Regions from separate parts of the Mus musculus genome. Here region 1 is linked to region 2. Evidence: chromatin contacts called from public Hi-C data. All regions are on one chromosome and are shown on one strand. Each heading gives the region's core, a stretch centred on a gene start, on an enhancer-like site or on the middle of the called end of the contact. The rest is flanking DNA. Distances are from core to core; before and after follow the strand shown.

Region 1 (3,510 bases), core at 196-2,695, 770 kb after region 2:
TGCAGAGCAGCCTTGTGAGTCTCAGTAGCTCTTGGGTGGGACATGTGGCATATCTGTTGGATCTTAAAAATGGTTTTAAATGTTGGGCTAATATTGTGAACCTTAACAGGTAGGATCCCTGGTATGTCCCCGAGAAGAGAATTGTGTGAGTAATCTTGGGTTTAAGAGAGCCTTTTTTGGGGGGTAGTGAATTTGTTTGTTTATTATTGAGGCTGTCCAAGGGGGGCCTTGATCTTGATATGTATTAGATTATTCCTTATGATCTTCAGGCTGCCACCTCCTCCACCCCTTCTGGCTTCTCCATCTTCCGAGCTCTGGGATCATAGACACATGTGTCAGTGTGTCAGGTTTTTGTGGTGTCTCCATTGCTCTGCAACTTAGCCCCTTACTTAAGACAAGGATTCTTAGGGGGTGACCCCAGAGCTGCAATGTCAGCATCATCTTGGGAGTTCCTTTGCTATGCAAATTCCTGGGCCACGTTCCAGCCCAGAAATACACTCAATCAGAAACACAGCGGACCGTTTTCAATGAGCCTCCAGGTGATGGTGGTTGGCATGCACACTCACGGACTGTGGACTGGAAGAGGAGAGCGGCATGCCTTTCCCATGAGTCACCTGATAGGACTTGGATTTATTGCTTTCAGGTGTTTTAAGTCGAGGGTAATTCAGCCAGCGGCATGTTAACACATTGCCCACAGCATAAAGAGAGAGTAAAATTTATCCCTCCACCCGAAGCTCATACTAAAGTGGTCTCCTCCTTCTTTGTTGCATTCCATGCAAGTGATACAAAACACACGCTGACCTCAACTATTTTCTAAGAAATTTGATAGGGGAAAACAACAAACCCGGGGACTCCACCTCTCCCTAGACGCTGCCGCTGTTTCTAACTGGCTTGAGCACTTGTGCCTGGCTGCTTGTGCTCTGGAGGTATCTGATGTCTCCGTGCCAGTGTAGCCCCCAGAAACACCAGCTCGGCTTCGGCTTTCCGCAGGGCTGTCTCGCAGAGAGTTCTTGATGGGGTATGCCTGAGATGCTGGCGAGAGTCTAACACAGGAATGCTGGCTCTGCTGGCTCTGCTGGCTCTGTTGTTCACACTGGCCAGGCTTGGCAGGACACCTTTCTTTAGGTTCTGCTGAATTACTTTTCTCACTCTGGTCGAAAAGCAGCTTAAAGGAGAACCAGTTTATTTTGCTTCATGGCTTAAGGGGTGGGGATGGGGGTGGGGGTAGGGGTACGGCTGGGAGTGGGGAACAGTCCTTCCAGATGGCGAATACAAGAAGGCAGGATCTTGAGGGAGCTGGTTCTTAGGAATGGTCCCTTCTCTGTTAGGGAGCAGAGAATGAAGTGAGACCGGAAATGCTTTCATAAAACCTCAAGGCCAGCCTACAGTAACCCACTTCCTCCAGTGAGGCTTCACCACCTACAAGGTTCCACAACCCTCCCTAACAGCGCCACCAGCTGGGGCCGTGTTCAAACACAGGAGCCTAAGAGATGTGTCTCATTCAAATCATCACAAGCTCTAAATTGTGCTCACAGTGCGCCAGCCGGGGCTCTACGGCCTGGTGCCTCAGAGTCTTGATATAGAAGGCACGCTATTGTAGCATTGCCAGGGCTAAGCCAGTGCCTCTACTCCCCGGAGGGGTCATTCGACACTCTAGTCTCGGGAAAATCACTATCCCCGTGAGTGAGCTCTGCTTTTCCAACACATTATTTTGTTTCATAGACGACTTATGAATACAATCAAACACCCCTAGTACCTGAAAGAACGCATAAGTCATAAATAACTTCCTTTGTGTTCTTTGCCGAGAAATACCACCTAGCTTCCTCAATCCCACAGAGGTGGGCCACGCATTCCTTACTGGCCATCTGGAACAGTGGAAACCTTCAGACTGTGGAGAAGTCAGCCACACCCACATTTCCAAACACGTCGTTAGACCCCAAAGCAGAAGGCTCGTGATTACACCCCACAATCAGCTCTGAGGCTCTGAACAGACCACCCATCTCTCGCTACACATGGTGGTAACTGCTGTGGGTGTTACTTAGCTCTTCCAACATGGAAGTATATTATATATACTAGATAATACAGTATAATATAGAAAATATTCCATGTAGAGCTATTGTGGGTTTGTAAAATGAGTTACATTATAGATCAAGGATTGTGAACTCCAGTATTAAGTTGGTTTTCTATTTCTATTAAAAAAAAAAAAGGAAGGAAGGAAGGAAGAAAGAAAGAAAGAAAGAAAGAAAGAAAGTCTAAGTAAAAGACCAGTAAGATTGCCCAATGAACAAAAGTGCTTGCTGCCAAGACTGATGGCCTAAGTTTGGTCTCCCAACTCTCAAAGTTGCCTTCTGACCTCCACTCATAGTCTGTGGACACACACACACACACACACACACACACACACACACACTTCACTTCCTTCTTGTTAGGAGCTCACAAGGCATCTATCTGATATGTACCCCAAAATCGTGGCAACCATCATTCTAGAGCTCCAGGTCCCGTATGAGATCTCTGCCACACAGAGAGACAGATCTTTGGGGACAGGAAGCCAAGATTAAACCTCTGTCCTCTGTAAGAACCAAAGAGCCTTGATTAGCTTGCAGGTGGAGAGCTGGAAGACTGCTGGAGTTTACATTAGGCGAAAACTCACAGTGCATAAAAGAGCAGTGACAATTTCTCTACTCCTCAAGGACCAGGGTCTGTTACTATATAATTTTTCTTTTATCAGAAAAGCTCCTGGCTGCAGGCTACGCACCCTGATACTCCATGATAGCCCCGAGATTACTCCATGGCTCCCTGGGAGTGCTTCAGCCACTTCTGGGCGTTCAGTGGCACATATCTCATTTGGGGGCTGTGCTAGACTGTTGTTTCTGAGGTTTCTGAGGTACTGTCTTGCTCAGGAAAAGAAGAAACAGTTACCTTAAGTACAAGGAAGGGCCCTGAGGATTTATTCACAAAGAGGTGCAGGGGTCAAGGCACAGCTTGGTGTGTGTGTGGGGGGGGGGGTGTCATTTTTTCCTTTCAAACTTTCTATTGCCAGTGACTTTTAAAATGCCAGTTCTGTGCTGAACTATGGACAGGCTATATCAAGATGAGCCAATCTAAAGTTGCTGGCAGGAGAATGCAGAATGGAAGCAATTAAAATGACTTATCTGGTCTCATCTAACTGGTTATCAACAAAGCAATTGGACAATTGGACACAGCATTGATTTCCAATAGATCATTTTTCTTAGGAATAGTGAACACCATCCATTGTTACGCAGCACAGGGCATGATGGGAGAGCCTTAATTTCACAAGCATCTACTTGACATTGAACATTCAATTTAAATGTTTATATCAACAGAGAAGTTCTAATGAAATCCTTCAAGCAGTAGGTTGCTTGCCCACCCCACTTACTGTCACCCTGGTGCAAAGGGACATTAACACGCCCTCCCTCTTTCCTGATGGGGTACACATGCAATTGTAAAAAAGCTGGGCATGGTGGCCCACACCTTTAATCCCAGCACTCA
Region 2 (3,549 bases), core at 540-3,039:
GCAGAAAGGCTAGGAGAGAGGAGGGAGCAGAGGGAGATTTTCCATGTTCAAGAGGGAGACAGAAGGGATGTTGGAGCTTCAGGAGAGAAAGCCAACCAACCGTGTCATATCTCAGATAAGTGGCCACTGGCCGCTTCCTTGATTAGGCCTGAGGTACAAGGCAAGAGGCTAACAAGTGTCCAACCATTGAGCTAGCAAGGCACATTAAAAATAAGCTAATATGTGTTGTCTTTTATCCGAGTATCCAAAGTTTCCCTGGGTGGGTGGCTGGAAGTGCAGCCTGCCCAGGAGCATAAAGCGGGGTAGATAAGACCACAAGCTACAAAAAAAAAAAAAAAAAAGACCACAAGCTACAATAGGTCGTCAGACTTGGAGGCAAGCACTTTTACCTGTTGAGCAATATCATCACCCAGGCAACAGTAAATCTTTACCAGCCCTCTCCCTATTTGCAACCAACCCCCACCCCCTGATTCTCGGCTTTCTGAGGCTCAGGATAACCTTATTTTGTTTTCCTGGTTACCTTCTAGTTCTAGAACATTATATTAATTTTGCATTTGTTATATATATATAAGATTTCTCTTAAATGGATTTAAATAAAAATGCAAGTCAATTAAAAGCAAAATGTTAAGTACATTCAAAGGTGATACTTTTTTTAAAACTGTGTCAATCATTGGAGTTATTCTAGGTTAGTATCAACCATTCTGCTTAGAAGCTAACCTCTAGCCCAACATTCCCTTAGGGACTCTGTGACAGACTGTCCTGGGAAGGAAGACATCATCTTGGTAGGAAGAGCCTCTTCCTCTTGTTCTCGCTCTCTCTGAACTGACAACTTTCATACAGAAACAAGACTGTGAGGAGCAGAATATGAGGGAGGCTGGGCTGTGAGACCAAATCCCACATTTACTGCCTTATTCATCCATGTCACGGCCAAACCCTGGCAAGTTACAAGAAGAGGAGAGGCAGAGGCACACCTATTCAGGAGGTGGTTGAAGGCAGAAGGTACACTGGCCCCTAGAAAGCTTCAAAGAGGCTCCGAGAGCCTTTTATGCTTGGGAGTCAGTGTTTACCTGGGCAGAATCTGGATGTGGTCAATCTCTAAGCAGCCAGTCCTTGAGGCTGTGTTTGGATGCTGTCTTGAGGGAGTAGCCCGTGTCAGTCTCTGCACCTTTTTATGCCAGCATGTGACATTCAAGGGGACAAAAAGTTTTCCATAGTGGCTTTGTTCTTTATGTTATTACATCCGCCATTGACTTCATTGGCTGGCATTTAAAAGAGGAAGCTCTTTAAACTAAGCTGTCACGCTTGTGGTTTTAGAGGTTGGCACAGCAGACAGGTGTGGAAGAAAACTCTGTATGAAGCAGGCAGATGCAATTCTTCTAACAATTTACCCACCTCTAGGAAAAATGTCCTCGTGGACCCAAAGCATCATGGGAGTTTGCCCAGCAAACTCATAGTCTCGCCATGTTTCTGGCCTGTGTGGTAAGCAGCATGGGGGATGTCATTGGAGAGAAGGAGCTTGTAGAACTTTCTGGGTCTACCTCATGTGTTCGCCTTTCTTAATTAGTCACAAGTGTCATCTCATTTCAGTCCTTACTCAAAACTTCTGGTCTAAGCCAGTTTAATGCAGCGCTGTTCTTAATCCTCATTGCCAACAGGGTGGGAGTTAGGATCACCATGGGACATCCTCCATCTTATCTATGAGGGGGTTTCTGGATTGGATTAGTTGAGGCATAAATGCCTACTCTTAACTGTGGGTGGCACTATGTCATACAGTGGCACCCTGAACTGAATTAAAAGGAAAAACTGAGCTGAGCACTGGTGTCCCCATCTCTGTGCTTCCGATTCAATACAATATGACACACTGCCTCACACTCCTGGCTCTATAGCTCACTCACCTCAGACCAGGGGCAGAATAAACCCTTCATTTCTTTAGTTGCCTTTGTCACGGCATCAAGGAAATCCATCTGACTGTTTCCTTACACATGTTTAGCCTAGACAATCCAAAATGGACCCAAGGGCAGGGCAGAAGCTCACAGTAGCACACATATGGGTAATAGTACTGATTCTCACAGTGGACACTTTCCTCAAACTGAAAGGCAGGCTTTGGTGATCTCCATATCTGCCCATCTGCATCTGCTCTAAACACAGATAGGCCACGCCCTTTTCTTTGTTTCTCTGTGTTGCAGGAAGCTGCATTCTCTAGCATCCCTGGTCAACAGCTTTCTGGTTGACTTCAGCCAGAAGTACCAGTGTGAAATTATGGTCAAGAGAGTAAGAACCTTCACTCCCCTTTCTTAATTAGCCAGTTACACCATATTCCCTCTCCCTCCAGGGCAGGTAGTGGCCACGTCCTGCCTCCTGCTTCTTCTCTATGTTCTTTGCTGTGTTCTGTTAACCTCCTATACTCTAACGACTCTGAGGTAACCAATCTTGATAACGAGCTCCCCACCCCCACGCCCTTACAGTGGCCTAGATAGCTGCAGGTTTCCTGGTCAGGCCTGTCTGATATGCCGTGACAGAGGTTAGTAGGTCTCCCCTATAAAAGGGCCATAGGAAAAGTGTTTATATCTAAACACTTAGGCTTCCTTGGCCAGCGGCCAAAATAGAAGAATTTATTGGATGGTATTTAATGAACAAAGACAAAAAGAAATAAATGTCCACAAGTTATTTTAGCCCATGGGCCCTACTAAGATAGGTGTGAATCAGATTTAGTCGGCCAGGAAGACTATAGGACAGCACCGTCTGAGAGACCAGCATCCAAGCGGGAGTGGGTGGTGACTTGAAGGTGCAATACTACAAGACAAGATAGAGTGCTCGTCACTCTCCAGAAATATCAGCCTGGTCATGTGACCATCCTGACTGGAGTGGAGATAGCCTAAGGAGATACTTGTGCCCCTAGTTTTTGTTATCAGGCTGTCGAGGCAATGGACCTAAGGATTCAAGATTTCTGCAGAAGTCTCATATCAGAAGGAAATGTCCAAGATCTGGCGCCAGTTGGAGGACAACTTGTCTCCTAGTATGAGACTGCAAGCAGCTCTGATTTGTTAGAATACCTTGTGGGATAGACTGGGTATGGTGGGCAGGACCAGATCCGGACCAGGTCTGCTTTCTTGCCCTGTATTTAAACATAAATCTCATGTTAGGACCCCACCACCATCAAAGATGGATTCTGGGGTCACTGGACCTCTTTTGTTTCTCTTCTCACTGTGGTCACATCAAGTAGATCCACTTCCTCTGTTTCTTGTCTTCCATTGGTGTCTTGAGGGTGGGTGGCCAAGCCTAGCTCATTAGGGCTTCCAGGGTCCAGCCTCTGACCTGAGTCATTTTAGGAACAACTGTGGTGACACTGAAGTAATCATCCCAAAGCCCTAGGTTGCCCACAGTCAGAAACTGAGCTCTGTGGACACAGTGACCATTTTCTCTTCCTAAATGGGGACCTTGGTGTAATAGAGACAGGCCCAGAGAAAGGAGAGAGGAAGCCAATCAGCTCTTGTTTTGGGGGAGTGGGGAGGCAGGAGGGATGGGGATGAGTGGCAGTTAGCTTGGAGA

Evidence for each region. A called contact is a pair of places that touch in the nucleus more often than the background predicts.
Region 1: a contact with region 2 is called in a Hi-C map of CD8 T cells, with 2.3 times the contacts expected there. The contact joins two enhancer-like sites. A contact is called at or near these places in 3 of 484 Hi-C or Micro-C datasets (CD8 T cells, Th1 cells and regulatory T cells) and 3 of 115 datasets of contacts at active chromatin or transcription factors (astrocytes, regulatory T cell precursor and thymic regulatory T cells).

What each region holds. Positions count from the first base shown.
Region 1 is chr9:116,382,971-116,386,480 of GRCm38.p6, forward strand. No RefSeq gene overlaps it. Among named protein-coding and RNA genes, the nearest start is that of Gm31559, 8.2 kb to the right of the region's middle. Within about 2 kb of position 1,446, at least 220 of the 459 cell types and tissues checked have an H3K27ac peak or open chromatin away from gene starts, as enhancers often do. A contact at or near this core is called in CD8 T cells, Th1 cells and regulatory T cells, where this site is marked.
Region 2 is chr9:115,610,627-115,614,175 of GRCm38.p6, forward strand. No RefSeq gene overlaps it. Among named protein-coding and RNA genes, the nearest start is that of Gm39448, 46 kb to the right of the region's middle. Within about 2 kb of position 1,790, at least 69 of the 459 cell types and tissues checked have an H3K27ac peak or open chromatin away from gene starts, as enhancers often do. A contact at or near this core is called in CD8 T cells, Th1 cells and regulatory T cells, where this site is marked.